Regions from separate parts of the Sus scrofa genome. Here all the other regions are linked to region 3. The links are chromatin contacts, called in public Hi-C, HiChIP or PLAC-seq and promoter capture Hi-C maps. All regions are on one chromosome and are shown on one strand. The core of a region is the stretch at or near the end of the contact, and the rest is flanking DNA. Distances in the headings are between cores, read along the strand shown. Region 1 has its middle 15 kb from the start of SPTLC2. Region 2 holds the start of SLIRP (SRA stem-loop interacting RNA binding protein). Region 3 holds the start of AHSA1 (activator of 90 kDa heat shock protein ATPase homolog 1). Region 4 holds the start of SNW1 (SNW domain-containing protein 1).

Evidence for each region. Promoter capture Hi-C pulls out the DNA fragments that hold promoters and counts their contacts. Hi-C and Micro-C count contacts between places; a contact is called where the count stands out from the background. HiChIP or PLAC-seq counts read pairs in DNA pulled down with a chosen protein or histone mark.
Region 1: a Hi-C map of liver shows a contact between it and region 3, with 2.6 times the contacts expected there. The contact joins the enhancer-like site here to the promoter of AHSA1 in region 3. A contact is called at or near these places in 5 of 47 Hi-C or Micro-C datasets (embryonic fibroblasts, epiblast stem cells, heart right ventricle and 2 more) and 1 of 2 datasets of contacts at active chromatin or transcription factors (alveolar macrophages).
Region 2: a contact with region 3 is called in an H3K27ac HiChIP or PLAC-seq map of alveolar macrophages. The contact joins the promoter of SLIRP here to the promoter of AHSA1 in region 3. A contact is called at or near these places in 2 of 47 Hi-C or Micro-C datasets (heart right ventricle and liver) and 1 of 2 datasets of contacts at active chromatin or transcription factors (alveolar macrophages).
Region 4: a contact with region 3 is called in a promoter capture Hi-C map of liver, with 4 times the contacts expected there. The contact joins the promoter of SNW1 here to the promoter of AHSA1 in region 3. A contact is called at or near these places in 1 of 5 promoter capture datasets (liver) and 3 of 47 Hi-C or Micro-C datasets (heart right ventricle and liver).

What each region holds. Positions count from the first base shown.
Region 1 is chr7:100,651,517-100,657,344 of Sscrofa11.1, reverse strand. No RefSeq gene overlaps it. Among named protein-coding and RNA genes, the nearest start is that of SPTLC2, 15 kb to the right of the region's middle. Within about 2 kb of position 4,489, at least 49 of the 83 cell types and tissues checked have an H3K27ac peak or open chromatin away from gene starts, as enhancers often do. A contact at or near this core is called in alveolar macrophages, embryonic fibroblasts, liver and 1 more, where this site is marked.
Region 2 is chr7:100,708,167-100,713,742 of Sscrofa11.1, reverse strand. SLIRP (SRA stem-loop interacting RNA binding protein) reads right to left here and starts at 3,271. Exons shown (of 4, transcript NM_001097472.1): 1 at 3,158-3,271; 2 at 1,107-1,165. The coding sequence starts at 3,254. ALKBH1 (nucleic acid dioxygenase ALKBH1) reads left to right here and starts at 3,329. Exons shown (of 6, transcript XM_021099556.1): 1 at 3,329-3,543. The coding sequence starts at 3,361.
Region 3 is chr7:100,508,592-100,514,457 of Sscrofa11.1, reverse strand. AHSA1 (activator of 90 kDa heat shock protein ATPase homolog 1) reads right to left here and starts at 3,862. Exons shown (of 9, transcript XM_001928890.6): 1 at 3,624-3,862; 2 at 1,795-1,985. The coding sequence starts at 3,703. It overlaps VIPAS39 (spermatogenesis-defective protein 39 homolog), which reads left to right and starts at 4,294. Exons shown (of 20, transcript XM_003356755.4): 1 at 4,294-4,427.
Region 4 is chr7:100,746,336-100,751,770 of Sscrofa11.1, reverse strand. It overlaps SNW1 (SNW domain-containing protein 1), which reads left to right and starts at 2,357. Exons shown (of 14, transcript XM_021099555.1): 1 at 2,357-2,460. The coding sequence starts at 2,447.

The DNA.
Region 1 (5,828 bases), core at 3,240-5,739, 140 kb before region 3:
CTAGGGACTTGCTCTTATCACAAGATAAGAATCAATTGGGTAATAAAAAGTGAATGCTTAACACATCACATGGTGATAATAATATAATACAGAGAGTTTACTGTTTGTTCTAAGATGGGTGGTTCTTATCTGGGTTTTATATTTATTTTTATTTCTTTTATTTATTTATTTATTTTTGTCTTTTTGCCATTTCTAGGGCCACTCTCGTGGCATATGGAGGTTCCCAGGCTATGGGTCAAATCGGAGCTATAGCCGCCAGCCTACACCACAGCCACAGCAACGCAGGATCCAAGCCACTTCTGCAACCTACACCACAGCTCACGGCAACGCCGGACCCTTAACCCACTGAGCAAGGCCAGAGATCAAACCTGCAACCTCATGGTTCCTAGTTCCTGAGTTTTATATTTATGATAAGTATAAGCTTAGTGCCTTGTGGTTCACCTTTGAAACAAACCTTCCCATTTTAATTTTAAGCTTGGGGATTCATTTAATTAGAATCCTTGAGATTGCCAGGTGAGCTTTTATTGTTTTTAACAATTTTTCTATTAATCTAGTTTCTGTAGTATCTTGCTACAGGTAGACTACACTGTTGTTTTAGACTGTTCACTGCTTCTCCCTTGGATAAGATTATATTTCCTTGCCTTGTTGACATCATGCTTGACCATGTGATTAGTTTGGGCCAATAAAATGTCCGTGGAAATAAGATGTTCACCTCGGAGCCACAGCTCTAAGAGCCAGCAGTTGGTCATTGTGGATCTCTCTTCTATGGACCACAGTAAGGACAGCCAGGCCCTGGGGGTGAAGGTAACACAGAGCACAGCCTGCTCCCTGCTGAACACAGAGCCTGAGTGAGAAATAAACCTTTGTTACATGACACTGAAATGTTGGGGTCGTTTGTTATGGCAGCAGAAACTGACCTATCCTGACCAAGATGAGCCAACAAAGCAAAACTACTCTGATGCCTCTGTTAGCACAATACATTGTAAACTTTTCAGTTTTTTTCAGTTTATCAAAATGATTTCTAGGAGTTCCCCTCGTGGCTCAGTGGAAACGAATCTGCCTAGCCTCCATGAGGTTGCAGGTTCAATCCCTAGGCACACTCAGAGGGTTAAGGAACTGGAGCTGCAGCTGCCAGCCTATACCACAGTCACAGCAACATGGGATCTGAGCGGCATCTGTGACCTACACCAGAGCTCAAGGCAACACCAGATAATTAACCCACTGAGCAAGGCCAAAGATTGAACCCAAATCCTCATGGTTACTAGTAGGGTTCCTTACTGCTGAGCCACAATGGGAACTCCAGAGCAGAAGAATTTCTATGAAGGACTTTGGGCCAGTGCAAGCCCCAGATTTATTTCCCTCTTCCATCACTCTGTGTCAAAGCAGGACTGACTTTTGCAGACTGTACTTCCAGAGTCAGTAGCTTCATGCTGAGCCTAGCCAATGGAAGACAGGAAATTAGGAGGCGGAAGAAAGGGAAAGGTCAGAGTACTTCCCCCTTTTCTCATTGCCTTGACAGCATCTCTAGCTGCTGCTGCATCTTTTCTGTGCCTCTAGCTCCTACTGGGCAGGCCCTCCACAGTTCTGACATAAAACAATTGACCCTGGAGTTCCCATTGTGGCTCAGCAGCAACGAACTCAACTAGTATCCATGAGGATTGGGTTCCATCCCTGGCCTTGCTCTGTGGGTTAAGGATCCAGTATTGCCGTGAGCTGTGGTGTAGTTCCCAGTTGCACTAGGATCCCGCATTGCTGTGGCTGTGGCGTAGTCGGGTAGCTGAAGCTCTGATTCGACTCCTAGCCTGGGAAATTCCATATGCCACAGGTGCAGCCCTTACAGGCAAAAATAAAAACAAAAACAAGAAAGACCCCATCCCTGGGCTCCGTAACACCGGCTCCTTTCTTGACCCTTCCTTATAGGCTGAAGGTTGGTGTCCCCCCTAATTCTTATGTTGAAGCCCCATCCCTCAACACGACTGGATGTGGAGATCGGTCTTCTTCAGAGGTGATTAAGGTTAAACGTGATTATCAGGATGGAGTCCTGATCCTTATAAAAAGAGACATCAGAGAGCTTGATCCCTCCCCATCCCCTCCCCCTCCCCCTCCCTCTCTCTCTTCCTCTCCCTCCCTCCTCTCCCTCTCCCTCTCTCTGTCTCTCCTCCTGCACAACATAGTGAGATGGCAGCTGCCTAGAGAAGAGGCCTCAGGATGAAACCTACTTTGCCGGCACCTTGATCTTGGACTTCCCAGCCTCCAGAACTGTGAGACATAAATTCTGTTGTATAAGCCACCCAGTCCATGGTATTATTTTGTTTTGGCAGCTTGAACAGGTGAAGACACCCTTTGAGCTAAGGAGTGCAGGTAGCCACCTGACATTGTTCATTTCTGGGCTCCTTCCAGCTTCTCAGCTTTTCTATCACCAATACTCTGCATTCAGCTCCCTCTGTTTGGAGGGCTTGCAGTGGTTTACCCTTTTCCTGATCAGACCCTGAATGATTCACTCTTTCATTCTCAAGGACATTGCGTGGCCTGAGGTATACCCAGCTCGCACGGCCGACAATACAGTGTGCTGCTTGAGAAAGACACCATAAAGCTAGGCTGAGTTTGAATCCTGACCCAACCCCCTTCCTTGTTCAGTCTCCAAAGTGTAATATTAGTCTCACTAAACCTCAGTGTCCTCATCTGCAAAATGAGGGTAAAAATGCTAATGTCTAGCCCACAGGGGATGTAATGCTTGAAGGGTACTTAGCCCAGTACCCTTGATGTAATGCTTGAAGGGTACTTAGCCCAGTGTCTGACCCAGAGGAAATGTTCAGTAAGTGTTAATCGAATAGGAGGAAGGAGAGGGCCTGGTGAGAAGCTGCCATTGTCAGGCATAATTACTCGAGTGTTCCGATAATTTGCGGGGTGTAGTCGGTCTCCTAACAGCACTGGGAGCCTCTTGTGCAGCATCCCAGAAACTTGTTTATAATCCCCTTCTCATAATCAGGGCCCAGAACGCATTGTGGGAGAGTCTCAGAAAGTCAAGTTGGCCCTGATTTCCTGACTACCGCAGAACATCTTAGGTGAGGCCTGCCTTTCCTTCTGTACTGCCTACAGCTGGCCCTGAACTTGAGCTTGGTTTCTGGGCCTTTAACCAAAGGACCCCAATATCTGCAGTGCTCTCTCCCCTCACCACTCACCCCTCACACACCCCAGCCAGACCCCAGCATCTAAGGCCTTCTGAAGCCTTCAAAAACCTAAACAACTGCTGAGAATCCCAGACCTGGAGGCAGTAAACTTTTTCTGTAAAGGGTCAGAGAGTAAATGTTAGTGTTTGTTTGCAGGCCACTTAGAGTTTGCATGCTAACTACTCAGTTCGCAGTAAAATTGGGAAAGCAGCAGTAATGAGTGGACATGGCTACGTACCAATCCAACTGTATTTATAGACAATAACATTTGAATTTCATATAATTGTCACCTGTCACAAAATACTATTCTTCTGATTTTTAATCCACCTAAAATGTAAAAAATATTCTTAGCTCTCGGGCTGTAGCAAAACAGGCAGCAGGAAGAATTTGGCCTGCAGGCTATAGTTTTCTCTTGGCTTTTACAGCAGAAGTTCCCAGACCAGAGACTGAACACATGCCACAGCAGTGATCTGAGCCACTGCAGTGACAATGCCAGATCCTTAACCTGCTAAGCCATGAGGGAACTCCCCCTGTGCTTTTTCAGTTATGGCTCTTTCTTTCCTTTGCTGTGTGATACTGGGCAAGTTACTTAGCCTCTCTGGGCCTCAGTTTTTTCATTAAATTATTTTTCAGTTTCACTGAAATGTAAGTGACATATAACACTGTATAAGTTTAAGGCATACAGCGTAATGATTTGACATACTTAAGTTATGAAATGATTACAATAATTTTAGTTCACATCCATCTGGGCTCCAGGAGTTTCTCTGTTTGTTTTTATTTTGTTTTGTTTTTGTCTTTTTAGGGCTGCACCTGCAGCATATGGAGGTTCTCAGGCTATAGGGGTCCAGTCAGAGTTATAGCTGCCGGCCTACACCATAGCCACAGCAACACCAGATCCAAGCTGCTCACGGCCCAGCTCAGGGCAATGCCAGATCCTTAACCCACTGAGCAAGGCCAGGGAATCGAACCTGCATCCTCACGGATACTAACTAGTAGGATTCGCTATCATTGAGGCACAACGGGAATTCCTGTCCACTCTATCAGCACAAAGCAAACCCAATATTTCAAAAAATAGAGCCAAAATGGTGTAAAAGTTTACTTTTCTCCGAGTACTCCCTTATTAGGTGATAAGTGTATTTGTTTATATATTTGTTCTAGGCATAAAGTTCCATTCACTCATTCAAGAAATATTTATGGAGCTCCTCCCAAGTTCAGAGCACACACTGGATGCTTTTAAATGAACGGAACAGACTTGATCCCTCCCAGAGGGTGGAGCATGAAAGAAGCCAGGGAAAGGCGTGGGGCGTGGCGGGGAGGGGGCAGTGTAGGAATGGACAGTGTAGGAACGCAGAGAAAGAGGGAGGGACACAGCGGGGAAGGGAGAAGGGAGAGTAGGACGGAGATCCACCCCAGTGTCTGGGTTCCCAGAATTGTCCAGCTGTCACTCCAGCCCACACCTCCTTCCGGTGCTTTCTGCAAACACACGCTTCAGCTTCCCAGGCTGGCGCCGGCCCTGGGACATCCTTTCCGTCCCGGCCCTCCCGGGCGCGCGGAGGGAGAGGGGAAGGAGCTCGGAAGTCACACCCGTCTGCCTCGCACGCCCTCCCCCTTCTCGGAATTGCTCGCGGCCCGGCTCGCGGCCCGGCTCGCAGCCTCCAGCAGATCCCTGCGTCCTGGCCTCCACGCAGTGTTCTCATCTCTGTGGGGAAACAGTATTCAGGCGGGCCCCAATCCGTTTCAGTAACCTTTTCAAGAGAAATGGTGCTGCGGGTGATTGCTAGGGAACGCACACAAATACACGATCTCTGTGGGACTGAAGCCTAAAATAACCTCCAGACGGGCCTCTCACTCTTTTGAGTGGGATGGGGCTGAGGTTTGAGGGCCGTCTAATCCTACCCTCTGTTTTCTCACTGACACCTTTTTTTTTTTTTTTCCCTTCCCTTTAGGGCCAGTCCTTTTTGGTTTGGTTTTGGTCTTGCCCTGCAGCATAGTTCCTGAGCCAGGGATGGAATATGTGCCATATCAGTGATCCAAGCTGCTGCAGTGACAGCCGAATCCTTAACCACTAGACTACCAAGGAACTTCAGTCCTTCCTTTCATTAGTATTTCTTTCTTTCTGTTTTCTTTTTCTTTTTTTGTTTGCTTTGTAGGACTGCACCTTCAGCAAATGGAAGTTCCCAGGCTAAGGGTCCAATTGAAGCTATAACTGCTGACCTACGCCACAGCCACAGCTACTCAAGATCCAAGCGCGTCTGCGACCTACACCACAGCTCAGCGCAATGCCAGATCCTTAACCCACTGAGCAAGGCCAGGGGTCGAACCTACATCCTCATGGGTACTAGTCAGGTTCATTTCGCATGTGCCACAACTGGGAACTCCAAGTTTGTTGTTGTTGTTGTTGTTTTTAAATAGGGCCACACCCAGGGCATATGGAAATTCCCAGGCCAGGGGTTGAATCAGAGCTACAGCCACAGCCACAGCAATGTGGGATTGAGCTGCGCTGCAGCCTACACTGCAGCACACGGAAAAGCCTGATCCTTAACCCACTGAGTGAGGGCAGGGATGGAACCCACGTCCTCATAGATACTAGTCAGGTTCGTTACCACAGAGCCACAACTGGGAACTCCAAGAAAAATCCTTCTGAGATAGAATTTTGAC
Region 2 (5,576 bases), core at 2,022-4,521, 200 kb before region 3:
AGGAGTTCCCGTCATGGTTCAGTGGTTAACAAACCCAATTACTATCCATGAGGACTGGGGTTCGAACCCTGGCCTCGCTCAGTGAGTTGAGGATCCCAAGTTGCCAAGAGCTGTGGTGTAGGTAATAGACATGGCTTGGATCCCACATTGCTGTGGCTATGGTTGTGGCTCCGATTGGCCCCCTAGCCTGGAAACCTCCTTATGCAGTGGGTACAGCCCTAAAAAGACAAAAGACAGAGATCCTGTCGTGGCACAGCAGAAACAAATCCGACTAGGAAACACGAGGCTGCAGGTTCAATCCCTGGCCTTGCTCTGTGGGTTAAGGATCCAGAGTTGCCATGAGCTATAGTGTAGGTCGCAGATGCAGCTCGGATCTGGCGTTGCTGTGGCACAGGCCGGCAGCAACAGCTCCGATTAGACCCCTAGCCTGGGAACCTCCACATGCCGCAGGTGAGGCCCTAAAAGGACAAAAGACAAAGCAAACAAACATAAGCGTTCAAATAACAAGACACTGCAGGCAGTTCTTTGGAGCTGAGCACAGTCTCCAGCTGAAAGCCTGCAAGAAAGCAAACAATCCAGTCCTACAGTTGAAAAACAAATTCTACCAACAACCTAAGGGAGCATGGAAACCAATCTTTCCCAGCTGCGCCTCTGATGAGCCTGCAGCTCCAACTGACACCTAGATTGCAGCTAGGTGAAACCCTGAACAGAGGACCCAGCAAAGCTATGATCTGCAGAAAATGTGAGATAATGTATGTGTTGTTTTGAGCCATTAAGTTTGTGGTAATTTTAGGCAAAAATATAAAGCTAAGACAAATACCTCAAAAAAGGATAAAGTTTTTTTGGGGGGCCACACTCATGGCATTTGGAAGTTCCTGGAACAGGGATTGAACCGAGCCACAGCAGTGACAATGCTGAACTGCTAGGCTACCAGGCAACTCCCTTTTTTTTTTAAACTTTTAATCAGTATCACCCACAATTTAATCAACAAAGATTGAACCACTTTATCCCACTAGGAATTCATAGAACTGATATGCTTTGACAAAAAAAAAAAATCAAGAATTAGAGGATAACATTATTACTTTTTTTTAAAAGATAATACTCACAAAAGGTACGATGCACTTTCGTATATGGCCAAATTGTGCAAAATGTTCTCTCAGCTCATCTGTTTAGGAAGAGAAAATATATTTTAAGAGATGTTAGTCCTACACTGCCCATCCTAGATTATAGACAGAAACCAAAAGGGGTCATAGAGCCCCCAAACTTCTTGTAAACAGGAGCTATTTTGCATTTCCTTGAAGCCTTAAAATGTAAGAAATAGCTACAGTACTGATTTTAAAGCTATAATGTACTAGATTTGGGGACGTGATGGGGCAGGGACATGGAGAGATAAGCTGCTGAGTTGACTGTGATCTTTCATCCCCAGCAAGTATTACATAACGGATTATAATCCCTATAAGAATATCACACAGAAGACAGATAAACAATTATAATACAGTGTGTTGTTGGCTATATTAGAGACTTCCAAATAAAATCCCTTTTTTGTAATTTAAAGTTTACATTAAGTATTTGTTACTTGGGGGGAAGGGGCTGCAGCAGCTTGATGTGGGATCTCAGTTCCCAGATCAGGGATTGAACCCAGGCCACAGGGGTGAAAGCATGAGTTCTAACCTCCTAGGCCATCAGGGAACACCCAAAATGTTGTTACTGCCTTACTCTCCATTGCTGGCTCAAAGTTACTTTCTAGTACAGCAAATGAAATTCTGGGTATCTGTCCTGTGGACTCCTGTCTTTACCTGTTCTTCTTTAATATGTCAGTAATTCAATCTCCTGCCTAAATTTTAACCTGCAAGTAATTCAATCTCCTGCCTAAATTAACCTGCAAGACCCAGGCCAAATACATCCACAGATTATTTTTTATTGGACTCCTACAAACTGCAAGACAAGATAACATAGTAGCCCTGTGAGATCTCAAAGATGAATAGTGAATAATCTTAAAAATCAAAAACTAGATGATCTTTTTTCTCTTCTGAACTTGTACTTTCGCTAACTTACACTTCATATTACCTGCTTCATTACCCTAGTTCGTCTCAACATCATTGGTTCAACTGCCTATATTCGTTGTTTTTAAGTCTCCTCACCTCCACCACTACACCAACGCTTGCAAAGTGTTGAGTCCATGATGTCCACAGTTATTGATACATAATAGGGCAATGTCTGCCAAATGAATAAGTAAGCATCTAGGAGTTCTCTTGTGGTGCAAGGGGTTAAGGATTCAGCGTTGTCACTACAGCAGCTTGGGCTGCTGCTGTTGGATGGGTGTCCATCCCTGACCTGGGAAGGGCTACATGCCTTGGGCGTGGCCAAATAAATAAACACCTAACAATCCTTCAACAAGCCATAGAAGCTAAATTTCTGAAGCACTCTAATAGTTGATCAAACCAACTGGCTAGATCAGGATCTCACAGAACATTACTAGAGGATAAACAAAACAGTTTTACCTACAATTGTTATAGAAAAAACAGCTGCAAGCACCAAGAACAGTGCCTACCACATAATAGATACTATGTTTCCTGAATGAATGAATAAGAGAAACTGTCTCCAAAGTTGTTTGTTATACAGTCCAAACCCATTATATCTGGAAACTTGCACGTGCAAGATGCTAGCGAAACCCCTCAGCCTTTCCACAAAGTTTTACAGGGCCTAAGCAAGGCATTCTACATACTGAGAAAGTGAAGCACAAATGGATCTATCTACTATCCACACCTGTTCCAATCCTTTGTTTAAAGGAGCTGACCTGATATATGAATATCAGCAAAACTGAGCATGGATTTTTAAGTTTTGGGAAGCAAATGTAAAAACAATAACTCAAAACTGCAGTTGCGGAGTTCCCGCAAAATCGTAAATCTTAGAATTTCCAAGTAATAAACCTTTCGACTCCGAAAGCCTAGAGACCTAGAACACGTGCCCCAAAACTCAAGAGGCATACCTAAACAGCTAACTGCAAACGAAATTTCTTTCTACTCTCTGGCTTGCTCAAGAGCAAACTCAGTCTCCTAATTCAACTACCACGCTGATTTAAGTGCTCTGCAGAAAGCCAAGCTCCCTTGGATTGCTTGAACCTAAAATTTCCGCCCCTGCTTCATCTCCAACTCACTCGAGGCCGCAGTCCAGGGAATCTTCCTGACAAACGCAACGGGGCGACCGACATTGGCACGCATCGACAAAACGCCTCTCGCCGCCGAAGCCGCCATGTTTAAATTGAGGGACCCTAGAGCTTTGAGGTCGCGACCCCGGAAGAACCTGTCTGACCCGGGGGCGCGAAAATCAGCTTCCGGGTCAGAGGAGACGGGCCGCGACATGGGAAAGATGGCGGCGGCCGTGGGCTCTATGGCGACGCTGGCAGCAGAACCTGGAGAAGACGCCTTTCGGAAGCTTTTCCGCTTCTACCGGCAGAGCCGCCCTGGGACTGCTGACCTGGGAGGGGTCATCGACTTCTCGGCAGCCCACGTAGCCCGCGGCACGGGGCCTGGTGCCCACAAGGTATGGAGAAAGGAGCGGCGCCTGCCTACCTGTCGCCTCGCCTCCCTTCTTGGAGAAGTTTCAGTGTTCTTCTCACCTCTTTTCTCTCCCAGACTGAGTGTTATTGAGCGATCCCCGCCTTCTATGGGCAGTAGTAGAACTGCCTACGAAGCGTCACACTTTGGGGACGAAGATCTCTGCTAATCGTTTCTCCACACAGCTGTTCCTGGCTGCAGCTTCTCATCAGAAAATGTCAGGAAATTGGTGTTTACTGCTTCCATTAAGTGTCCATTTGCTTTCATACTTAGATTTGTGTGAAAACCCGTAAACTGATTTTTAGGTGTTAGAGTAGAGCCCTGCATCTTGAAGAAACCAGCTACTCCGAGTAATCTCAGAACTGAGAGATTGATGTGATTAGTTAAGCCGTTTTTCATGAAAGGCCTTCTCTGTTACTTTCAGAAAGAGGGCACTAAAAGATTCTGAAATAATCTTTACAGGTTAAAAGTAAAGGGCAAATGAATCCAGACACCGTATGTTATTTCTGCCTTCCTCACCTTTTTTTTTTTTTTTTTTTTTTTGCTTTTGCTTTTTAGGGCCGCCCCCAGGGCGTATGGAAGTTCCCAGGCTAGGGGTCACATCCGGGCTGTAGCTGCCGGCCTATGCCACAGCATCACCAGATCCAAGCTGAGTCTGCAACCTACACCACAGCTCACAGCAATGCAGGATCCCTAACCTGCTGAGTGAGGCCAGGGATTGAACCCACATCCTCCCGGATACTAGTCAGATTCGTTTCTGCTGAGCCACGATGAGAACTCCCCTTCAACATTATTTCTTATCCACAGATGGCTGCATGAGACATTCTTTCCAAGCTTAGTATTAGCTCTCAGAGTTTCAGAATAACATACAGAAAGTCCAGGAATAATGTATTTAACTCATGGGAGAACCCCTTGGACCTCCATTTAACTCCTTTGCCCATATTTTACCATAATACTTATAAGATTACTTATAAAATTAAAGCCGCCCTAGAAGGGGACATTGTGTCTAGCATAGTACCTAAACCAGTAAGTACTCAGTAAATACACCTTTTATTGGGTATATAAAAACTTGGGTAGTATTTAGTTCCACAGCTCAAAACAGATTGAAAGTAGCAAATTAGAAAAGGAGAAGGTTGCTATTAAGAAGACATCATGTAAGAGCAGTGGAGAAAGTGATGGCTAACAGTCTGGCAAGGGAGGAAGCAGAAAAACCTTAAAAGGATGAGAGATTTGGTTAAGCTTAAAACATGAGAGGTTAGGTCGACAAACTTCTCTCAGATTTGAGGGTGTTGCTGAAATACTGTACCGTATTAATAGGTATGGTCTGTTTAAAAGATCATTACAAAATGTTTGAAATAAAAACCTTTTATCTTCTAGAAACCTGGAAGAGTTAGATGGTCAGGACTCTCAGTTTCAGATAACCATTTTATTACAGAATGGAGATATACCAGCCACTTGTTGGTGGTTTATCTGGAAATCTCTCTTCTTCGAAAAGTTAAAAGAATAAGAGATCATGTTTCCTTTTTTTGTCTTTTTGCCTTTTCTAGGGCCGCTCCCGAGGCCAGGGATCGAACCTGCAACTTCATCGTTCCTAGTCAGATTCGTTAAGCACTGTGCCACAACGGGAACGCCAGTATTTCTTTGTGAGAGAACATTTGATATATTCTAAGGCAAGCCAGAGCCTAAGTTTATTATTTACGTAAGGATGAAGTGGGTTTTTTTTTCCCCCTGAATGTCCTTACTTTAGTGATTGCGTATTGGATCTCTTAGGCAATTTAGTGAGCCAAAAGATAAGAGTTTCAATTTAAGTTTCATGTACAAGAGAGCAGTTTTGTACTTTTAGCAAACAGGATTCCCAGTGGTTTATTGAAATGTTTTTCTCTCTGGTTAGAGTCCTCACGGTTCTCAGCTGTTCCTCATAGCTCCATTTAAACACCAACTCTGTGCAAGTTCCTCAGAAGCATATCGTTAGCCCTATCAGAAGCAAATAGCATTGAATGTTCCATATACCAAATACCT
Region 3 (5,866 bases), core at 2,613-5,112:
CTGATGCCCACTCACACAAGCAAACTTCAGGTCTCTGTCAAGGTAAAGCACCACTTCTGTGGCATTACGTGTATTTCTTACAATTTAACATGTGTAAAATTGTGTTACCAATTTTTACTTTTCTAAATTTATTTATTCATTCTTCTGTCTTTTTATGGCCGCACCTGCGGCATATGGAGGTTCCCAGGCTAGGGGTCGAATCAGAGCTACAGCTACTGGCCTATGCCAGAGCCACAGTAAGGCCAGATCCGAGCTGCATCTGCTACCTACACCACAGCTCACGGTAAGGCCAGATCCTTAACCCACTGAGCAAGGCCAGGGAAGGAACCTGTAACCTCATTGTTCCTAGTCGCATTCGTTTCTGCTGTACCACGACGGGAACACCACATTCCTAAATTTTAAAAAATGTCACTGATGAAGCTTTTGAGTATTGCATCACATCCCTAACCCCATCCCCCTGTGGTTTTTGTTGTGAGATTTTGCATAGTGCGGTGATTTTAAGAAACACGTGTGTCATGTTACAGCAGAACTGACTGCATTTCAAAGTTAACTAACGAAACATTTATCTACCTTCACTTCTTTAGTCCTTAGTTTCTTGATCTATAAAAAGACTGGACAAGATAACACCTAAAGTTTCTTTCAGACTACTGCTCTTTAGGAGTTTAAAACAAAAAACAAACAAACAAAAAAAACAGGACCCAGCGTTGCTATGAGCTATGGTGTAGGTCCAGATGTGGCTCAGATCTGGTGTTGCTACGGCGTAGCCTGGCAGCATCTGACCCCTAGCCTGGAAACTTCTGTATGATGCAGGTGTGGCCCTAAAACAAACAAACAAAAAAACTCCCCCAAACAGATAAATACGTTTCCCTTCCTTATTACCATTCACTTGAGAAATGTTTACTGAAACACAATTTATTTCCTGCTTTGCTCCACACAATGCACTCCTTTAATTTTAGTCTTAAAATTCAGCCTCCCTACTGTCAGGACCATCCAAGTAGGGCATAGGCATGACCCCAATTCTAATGTTAACATTACAGAGGAAACATTAAATGAGAGAGTAAAACTGCCCCCAAATTATAATCACACACAAGTTTCATTACCACAGCAGTCTAAACTGCTAGGTTTGGAGTTCCCGTCGTGGCGCAGTGGTTAATGAATCCGACTAGGAACCATGAGGTTGCGGGTTCGGTCCCTGCCCTTGCTTAGTGGGTTAACGATCCGGCGTTGCCGTGAGCTGTGGTGTAGGTTGCAGGCGCGGCTCGGATCCCGCGTTGCTGTGGCTCTGGCATAGGCTGGAGGCTACAGCTCCGAATGGACCCCTAGCCTGGGAACCTCCATATGCCGCGGGAGCGGCCCAAAAAATAGCAACAACAATAACAACAACAACAACAACAAAAAAGACAAAAAAAAAAAAAATTAAACTGCTAGGTTTACATGGAGAGGGAAAAAAAAAAAAACCACTAAAAAACTCCCTCTCACTTTAAAAATCATCCAAGAGACAGAAATAGTGAGCCTGAGAAATGTCACCTTGTGTCCAAATACAGACCCAAAGATCAGGGGCTCAGCTACTTCACTGGTGGGGACTCGTGAGACCCAGGGAGAGGAAACCCACTGAGTGTCCCACAATGGAAGAAACATTTCAGCATCCAATACTGCTTTCTATTGGACTTGAAAGCAGCACTATCAGCCTTCCTTGAAAAAAGGTCATAACCTCTCAAAAACTGTTCTCCTCTGCTCCTGAATAAGCCCGTCAAAATGCAGTTAACCTCTGTCCAAAGCCGAGCACAGACTTACCTGTCCAGTTTAGTTTGATGCTCCACTCATAAAAGAAGATAAGTTTGCCTTTACGATTGTTAATGGATGCCTCCCCATCAAGCTTATTCACTTCTGTCACCTCGCACTTGCCTTCCTCATTTTGCACCCGCACTGCCAGGAACAGTGTTTTCAGCTTATCTGTGGACCAATTTGAAGCATCCCTCTCTGTCCTGCAAAATAAAAACAAAGCTATGGACCAGCAGCCAAATGAAGGCGATTACTTACTCTATGCGAAAGCATTCAAGGCTAACAGAGGCCAGAAAGGAACACAAAACACTCAGTCCCACTCCTGCATGTCCACAAACATGTTACTCTTTCAGGAAGACCAGAGTCTTATACTGCCAATAAAGACACCTGCTGTACAGAATGATTACAAACTAAATGGAAAAATCTGCTTTCAGAGTTCCCGTCGTGGCTCAATGGTTAACGAATCTGACTAGGAACCATGAGGCTGTGGGTTCGATCCCTGGCCTTGCTCAGTGGGTTAAGGATCTGGCATTGCCCTGAGCTGTGGTGTAGGTTGCAGATGCGGCTAGGATCCTGCGTTGCTGTGGCTCTAGCATAGGCCAGCGGCTACAGCTCTGATTAGACCCCTAGCCTGGGACCCTCCGTATGCCACAGGAGCGGCCCAAGAAATGGCAAAAAGACCAAAAAAAAAAAAAAAAGAAAAAAAAAAGAAAAGAAAAGAAAAATCTGCTTTCCTTTCTCAGCAATGATAGTGCTAGGGTGGGAATTTGGTAATTTTACATGGCGCCCCCGTCTGACCAAGTGGAAAACTGTGCACAGCTTGCTGAGGTCAGGAGCACACTACTGTCTAGAGAATGCACTATTGAGCTAAAAGGTCCAGTGAGAAATAAACCAATAATTTTAACCTCATAAGCAGTATTTGACCTGTTAAATTCAAGCGTGCCACAAAATGCTCTACACATTCTGCGCCCTCTAAATAGCTAGAAAATCAATGTTAAGCCAAGGACTTTCAAAGAAACAAAAAAAAATTAAGTCAAGCACATTATGTTAAGAGGAGAAGTGGCGGGCTGAGATACAGAGAAGAAAAACTACCTACCTCCCAACTTACTAAGTAGAGAAAACAGTAAAAAGAACTACAACAAAGTAAAAATAAAGACAGTATGAACAGAGTTCAGTGGACTTAAAAGAAAACATTACTTCCAGAAGATTTCATGAAGAATGGTAGGCTTTCAAGTGGTCAGGTTATAAAACCACGATTGCCCGGCAACAAGGGGCAGTCCCTGTAATTACAATACAATCACTTAACAGTTCCGGGTGAGAGGCCGTGGCGCCTTGAGCATCACTGAACTCTAAGCACCTGCTGAACACGTTCCAAACCTTAGCCTTCTGGAGTGAGGCAGCGGTTCGCTATGACTTACTTTTAAATTCCACCCGTCAGTGGAAAAATAGAAATCCTAACCCTCCGCAGCCTAACCCTGCAATCTCCGAATACAGTCCGCGACGGTTTGGGTCTCAGTGACTTCTCCGGCCACGTGTGGGAAGCACCTCTCTGCCCAGGCTGAATACAGCTGCTAGGGGTTATGTTCTCTTATATCTGAAACCCCTCCTCTGGGGCGCAGCCCTCCACGTCGTACCCCCTGCGCCCCCCTCCGCCAAACTGAAACGGAGACCGGAGAGTAGAGGAACCTGGAACTACGGACCCCCACAACAAGAAACACCCACGCCCATCTCCGGGCAGGTAGGGATGCCTCGGCCCCAGCTTTGTCCCGGCAGAGGTTCCGGGGACCCTGTAACCCCGGCCCTGCCGTAGCGTTCCCGCGGCCTGGCCCGCTGGCCCTCACCAATGCCAGTTGTTGACGTTGGTGGCGTCCGCCCGCTCCTCCACGATCCAGCGTGGGTCGCCCTCACCCCACTTAGCCATCGGCTCGCCTATCGCGCCGCCACCAGCGCCTAAGCAGCCACAGCCACAGCCTCAGGACCGCCCGGTCCCAGCCGCCCGGCAGCGCCTGGAAACTACTAGAAGCGGCCGCAGATCCTCCTAGCTTGCTTTTCCCTCCACCCCCCGCCCCTCCCCGCCTCAACTTCCGGCTCCTCCTCCGTCCTACCGGGTACTTCCGTTCCCCCTCGTCGGACCTTAGCTTCCCACTGCTCTAGGGCTCCTGCTAACTCCTTCGGGTTATCCCGTAAAAGGCCCGAAATGCAACCCTCAACACGACCATTCCCCACCCGCAGAGACCCAAAAGACAAGTCTCACTGTTTCCCTGAACCCTTAATCTGCCCTGTTGAGCCTCATGGGAGTTGTAGTCTTCAGTGACCCTGCAAAATAACCGCGGAAGGTCGTGCAACCTGTAGAGGAAACCTCCTAAGCACGGTGCGCTGGGTGTTCTGGGAGTTGTAGTCATGAGGCCCGGAGTCTGTCCAGGCAGCGTCGGATGATCGAGGCGGCGAGAACTACAACTTCCATAATGCGATGTGGCTTCCTTTTTGACTCATGGTTCCTCCCCCTCTGCGACACCTCCTCCCGCCTCTCTCCGAGACTATCCCCTTCCGCCCCTTTTCTATGTCGCAAAGATTGTGTAGAAAGGCTGGTCCAGCGGCGGAAGAGTCTGGCGCTGACCTGAGAGGGAGGGCTCGGTGTGGAAGAGGTGAGGGTGTCCCAAACCCCTTGGGCCACGTATCTGGCTGAGTTCAGCCTCTCCGCATCCATATCTTCCCCCCTATTCTTTGAGGCGTCCCCAGACCTCCCAGGCCTGACTCTTGTTTCAGTCCCCCTGACCCCTGGGTTGGGAGCCAGTGTACACTCGGTGTTGGGGCTGCGAATGAGCCCGAACAGGTGATTTTGAACGAACTTCTGCCCCACCAGGGTTCTCCTGGGCTCTGGCCGCTTCTGTAGATCCGTGTTTCCTGGACGTGGCCCGTGGAGTCTTCCTAGTTTAAGCCACATTTCCTCGTCTCAGTTCATAGCCGCACCTTTGTAGGCCTGGCTCGGAAGATGTTAAATGAATCCGAATATGACTTCTCAGTAGCTGGCTTCTGGGGTGTTCTGAGGCAGGGAGCGTGTTGGTTGTAGATATTTTGGGGGTGTCCGTTTTCTTTTCCTTATCGTGTTCCTGTTCTCCCCTCGGATCTACTATCCAGTATTGTGGGTTCTCAGTAAACAAGTGACAAGGACAAGCCCTGAAGTATTTTAAGTCGTGCGGAAGCACCTTTCATAGTCACTCTTAAAATTGCACCTGGTGGTTTTATAAATTCTAGAACGATTAAATGATTGTCTTTTTATTTACTGAGTAGATCTTGGTTCTGATTTGATGCTGGAAGTACAAACTAGTGTCACGTGTTCATTGCCATTGCATGGTTAAAAAAGATTCCAGAAGTCCTCTGGTGGATTATTGGATTTGTTAGACATATTCTGTGCTTATTCGTAGACACTTACAGATATTTATTTTTTGTAGTATAGTAAGGACCTGCGGTCGTTTCCCCTAGAGTGATAAAAAGGACCATGCAAATCGAAGTGGAAATGATCTAGGAGAGAGAAAACCTGGATTATAGAAGCAATTAGCTTAATACTTTTGATGCTTAATCCTTTTGTGCCTCATTTCCCTCATCAGTGAAATGGAGTCTGCCAGGCCTCCCTTAAAGGGTTGTTCTGAGGATTACAAAGTGCTCTATAAAGTGGCATCTCTACCAGAGACATTCACATCCTGTATACACACCTTCAGTGTTTGGGATGGGCACTTAGAAGTTTTGTGTCAAATAATATTTTTTTTAAACTTTAGGAATGCTTAGAAAGATTTTCTTTCTACCTTTGACATTAATAAGTCTTTCAGTTGACTTATTAATAATAAAAATATTGAACATTAATTTTGTATCAGGCACTAAAGTGCCTTATGTGTTTAAACTGGTTTAAGCCTCACATCAGTCTTACAAGGTGGTTTCTTTTCTTTTTTTTTTCCTTTTTGTCCTTTTAGGGCCACACCTGAGGCATGTGGAGGTTCCCAGGCTAGGGGTTGAATCGGAGCTGTTGCTTCCAGCCTACACCATAGCCACAGCAATGCCAACCAGATCCAAGCTGTGTCTGCAACCT
Region 4 (5,435 bases), core at 1,108-3,607, 240 kb before region 3:
TGCCATGAGCTGTGGTGTAGGTTGCAGATGAGGCTCGGATCCAGCATTGTTGTGGCTCTGGTGTAGGCCAGTGGCTACAGCTCCGATTAGACCCCTAGCCAGGGAACCTCCATATGCCGCGGGATCGGCTCAAGAAGAGGCAAAAAGACAACAACAACAAAAAAAAAAAAAAGAAAAAGAAAAAAAAAGAAAGGGAAAAAGCAGGTAGGAGCAGGGAAATAATCTAGACTTCTCTAAATGTACTACCCATTGGTAGTTACCATTTGGTAACTTTTGGCTTTGAAACCATTTAAATGTTTTACCAAACTATTTTTAAAAAATCAACTCCTAAAAATCCAAAGCAAAATGAAATATGTAAACCTGAGTATCAAGTTAGTGGTGTAGTCACACAGAGAGGAATTATTCCAAGTCATTTTAAAGCAATGCAATTTGACTGTATGTGCTTAGAAAGATATACCCTGAGGACAAAAAAAAAATCATTGAAAAGGAGTTCCCGTCGTGGCACAGTGGTTAACGAATCCGACCGGGAACCATGAGGTTGAGGGTTCGGTCCCTGCCGTTGCTCAGTGGGTTAAGGATCTGGTGCTGCCGTGAGCTGTGGTGTAGGTTGCAGACGCGGCTTGGATCCCACGTTGCTGTGGCTCTGGTGTAGGCCGGCAGCTACAGCTCCGATTCGACCCCTAGCCTGGGAACCTCCATATGCTGTGGGAGCGGCCCAAAGAAATAGCAAAAAGACCAAAAAAAAAAAAAAAAAAAAGTCATTGAAAAAAATTCAGAAACTATTATCATTAGGCATATCTTTAGTCATCATATTAGAAAAGTTTATTATGAAACCATTATATATATACATATATAACATAAGATAAAGCAAATGAGTAATTATCTTAACACATTAGGTACCAATACCATCATCTTCAGAAGAGATATGCATATAAAATCAAAGTTAGGTAAAATCTGTGTAATCCTAATCTTGCATTGGAACTATTAGTATGAATGCATGATGGAGTTTCTCAAAAAGTATGATTGGGAGTTCCCGTGGTGGCGCCGTGGTTAACGAATCCGACTAGGAACCATGAGGTTGCGGGTTCGGTCCCTGCCCTTGCTCAGTGGGTTAACGATCCAGCGTTGCCGTGAGCTGTGGTGTAGGTCGCAGACGCGGCTCGGATCCCACGTTGCTGTGGCTCTGGCGTAGACTGGTGGCTACGGCTCCGATTAGACTCCTAGCCTGGGAACCTCCATATGCCGCAAGAGCGGCCTCAAAAATGGCAAAAAAAAAAAAAAAGTATGTGGATATGTGAACTTTCTAGCTCTGTCCACTGAAAAGGTTTACAAACAGCAATTGCCCAGTAACAGTGAGCATTTGTAGCATCCAGGTCTTTTTCTCTAAATATCACTTTTCCACTTAAAGGAAAGCTCCTTGGAAAAATGACTGATTGAAAGTCTAGGGCAGAAAAAGTACTAAACTAGCCTAGAACGTCGTGTCACACCAGAAATCAAGAGTTGGAGGTGGAGTTGGAGGTGGTGTTGCTGCCTCTGCTCATACTACGGTGTTTGGTTTGTGAATATTCAAACTATACACTTCTGTAGGCAACGTTTCTGTATGTGTGCTATGCTACTATTAAAAGTTTGTTTCTATACCATGGAAAGTTTCCAACGTATAAAAAAGTAGAGAGAATTGTATAAGGAACACCATTTCCCCATTATCTAGCTTCAACAGTGATTAAAATTCATAGCTAACCTTGTTTCATTTACAGTATATTCCATCCACCTCCCTCTTCCCACTGTGAAGATTTCGTTTATCCTATCACTTCATCAAAGACTATGTTGAACCCACAAACTATGTAAAAGACAATCTAAGCCATACATACATAAAGACATACATACATAATACACCTAAGGAGTGTTCCAAAGATAATTACTAAGGATCACAAAATACCTCCCCTGGAGAGTGTTTTGGAGGTGGAGTGTTACGTAGGGAACCGCGTGTAAAAACTTTTGAGTATGAAAGTTTTCAGAGCGCCCAAGAACTCTCTATTCTCCAGTCTCACAATTTCCCAACCATTTGATTTAACCCAACTCTTATTTAACGTTCCCCCCCCCGCCCCCCGAAGGCTTTTGTATTTGGAACCATAACAAAAGAAATGAGACAGAGTGGGGAATAAAAAAAGACTTAAAAAACATCTCAAATTTGTTAGTATTTTGCCTAGGGAATGCTGTATCATGTCATAGTGTAAGAGTGATGCATTTGCGTTTTCTTAACTGAAGCGCTTATTCTGTAACTGGTTAGAAAAGAACCAAATTGTAATCTTGCGCAAAGAACTACAAATCCCAGAAGGCCCTTCGGCTAGGGCGCCTGCGCATCGCGCGCTCCTTCCTCTCCCCAACCCTTCGCGGGTAAAGACCCGCCCCGCGGTACTGTCGCTCGCGCTGGAAGAAGCGGAAGAAGATGGCGCTCACCAGGTGGGTTGTTGATTGGGGTCCTCGATACGGAAGGGTCTGGGAGTACCCTCCGTTTTTATTTCTCTGTTTATAGTCTCCGGGCGGTAGCCAGGCCCGGGCCACAGAGCGACTAGGCCAAGGCTAAGCCCTCCCTCCAGCCGCCGGGACGACTAGGCCTCTCCGAAGCTGGGGTCTTTCCCGAGTGGCTTCCCGGGTTGAGTTCGCCCCCTCACTAGGGCCGAAAGCCGCGGCATGGCGAATAGTTCTCTGGTCTGAGATGCTGAGGATTCGCACGTGTTTTTCGCTTAAGCATTTTGGGGTGGTGGAGATCGCTCCTTCGGGTCCGCGGCTCGGGTGGGCGCGATGGGGGTATGGAGGGCAGTGGCTTATTTGTCTGGGCGGAGTGAGGCGGGCAGGAGGCGACGGCCGGGCCGTTTGTTTGCCGAAGTCTTTTCTTTCTCTGTCCCGAAACAAGGATTCCTTGAAAAACGGGGCCCGACACTGAACGGAGACTTCACATCAGCCACAGTAGTGGCCGCTGTCTCCTAATTCGCGCCGCTGCTCCGCACTTTAACATCGGATCTTAGCATTTCTTCCATAGATAGAACTACTTCACATTTTTGCTGTTCCCAGTTGCCTTGGCAACCGCAAGTAAAGTGGTCCCCGCCCTTAAGAAAAAGATGCTTAAGGAGAAATATTCCTAGTTGTTACGTAACTCCTACTAGTCTGCGACCTTGTTGCCCCATCTAAGAAGAAAAACTTTTCTTACCAACAAACGCCGAAACAGAAAAAGTTGGGTGTCAAACAGGGTAAGGAAAGTAGTCGTGTTAGGAGATCCGCTTGGACTCCCTAAACACGCTTCATTCCCCTCATACACATTTTTCCTGGCTGATGACAGTTAAGAATCCTAAAGATATTCGAATTAGTTCTTTGGGGGATAACTTTCGGGTGCCTTGGTCTATCCTAGGGACTGTGTATATATAGAAGGAAATCTGACAGTCCTTGGCTGCAGGGAAGATGAAGTACAGGAATATAGATATTAAAGGACAACACAGAATGCTTATTGTGTTGTACTAACCTTAATTGCAAAAAAATAAGATGGAATGGGCTAGATGAACTGGAGAGTTTTCTTTAGTAAATAAAGGTTGCAGGCAGCAAATATTCGATTGAGTGCCCTCCAGATGGGAGGCAGTGTGACAAAGACTAGTAGAATTAGGAAGAAAGGCTTTGTGGAAAAAATGGAATTTGAAAATACCAGACATATTGTGGTTATTTTGTGCTTAAAATTGCAGTGACAGAGTTCAGTCTTTAAATAGTTTGTCTTAGGAACTTACATAGCTTTCTGGTTTTGTTGAGTTTTAGCTGACTTGATTTTTAGAGATGGTCTCAAGTTTTCAGGTAAAATATTATTATCTCTAAGATCTACCAGGGATTCTTAACAGCAGGGACTTGACATATTGATGTATTACAGTCTTGGTATCACAGTTGATTGTTACTAACTAAAGATCTAAAGTCATACTGATTTAACTTTCTGAACTCCTGTATTTAAGGTTATGTATCAAATAATTTCATTTGCATTTAATACAATTTCTTTAATAAAGGGGAAAAGATAGACTAAGGTGCCTGTACAGTGGCACTGTTGACATTTTGGACTGGATATTTCGTTCTTGTCTTGGGCATATTAAGATGTTTAGCAATATCTTTGGCCTCTACTCACTAGATATCAGTGGCACCTTCACTCCCTCTCTCCCCTTTACCCCCCAAATTCTAACAATCAGAATAGCTCCAGACCTTGTCAAGTATCTACATTGTAGATAAGTTGCCCCCTGTTGAGAAACACCGAAGTAGACTTTCTGTTTACATATGCAGCCCACTCCCACTATAGAAGTGTATTTCATTATGGGAATGTCATCCTTTATGGGGAACAAGGAGATTAAGACCTTCTGGAAGGCTACGGTGTGTTCTCACCATAATCCAGGTCAGGCTACCTGTTTACTGGATTGTCCAAACTCTGCTTTGGCAGGGTGCCTGCTTTTTGATCATTTTAGTAACTAGTTCTATCAACAGTGCGTTAAGGATCCCACATTGTCACTGCTGTGGCCTTGGTTGCTGCTATGGCTCGGGTTTGATCCCTGGCCTAGGAACTTTTGTATGCCGTGGGTGGGGCCAAAAAGAAAGAAGGGGAAGGAGGGGAGGAAGAAAAGAAAAGAGAAATGAAACAAATATTTTGGCTTCTTTGTTACTGTCTTTGTATCCCTCCCATGTATTGGGTACTGCATGGTTTACCAAAAAGCCCAGAATTTTGATTCCATTCATCCATCCATTTATTCATTCACTCAGTAAATATGCATGTGTTGAAAATCCACCATGTGCAAGGCTAGTGTTGGTTTTACAGCATTGAATCAGTCTTATCCTCACAGCTTACATTCTAGGGGAGACAGACTAGGAGTAAACAAATCAATGATGCAACTTCAGGTATTAAGTACTAAGAATAAAATACAGATAAAGGGATAGAGAGTGACTCAGTGTGGAGTGGAATGCTGTTTTGGTTAAGGTGGTCATTTAGCAGCTGCGAGGGAGGTATAGTGGAGCTGGGACATGAATACTAAGAAACAAGCACTAAAAAGTTTGGGAAAGCGTTTTCTTGATAAGTAAATAGAATTTTTTATGGCAGTGGAAAAGCAAATGTAAAGATCCTGAGACGACTTGTTTAAGGAAAGGCAGTAAGGTTGTAGTGACATAAAAATGGTGAGTGCAAAGGGTAGAGTGAATTTATTTCTCTTGCCAATATTTAAGTAGGCCCAACCATGAGCTAGCTAGATAATTCCTGGAGAGTTAGGGGTGGCAGAAACAGAAGATGTGGTTCCTGCCCTCAGGTTACCCAAAGTCTAGTGAGAGAAAGAGTAAATGAGTAGATAATTGTGGTACAGTAAGACAGATGTTATAATTGTGGTACACAGAGGGTCTTTTGAGACTATAGGGAGACAACCCAAACC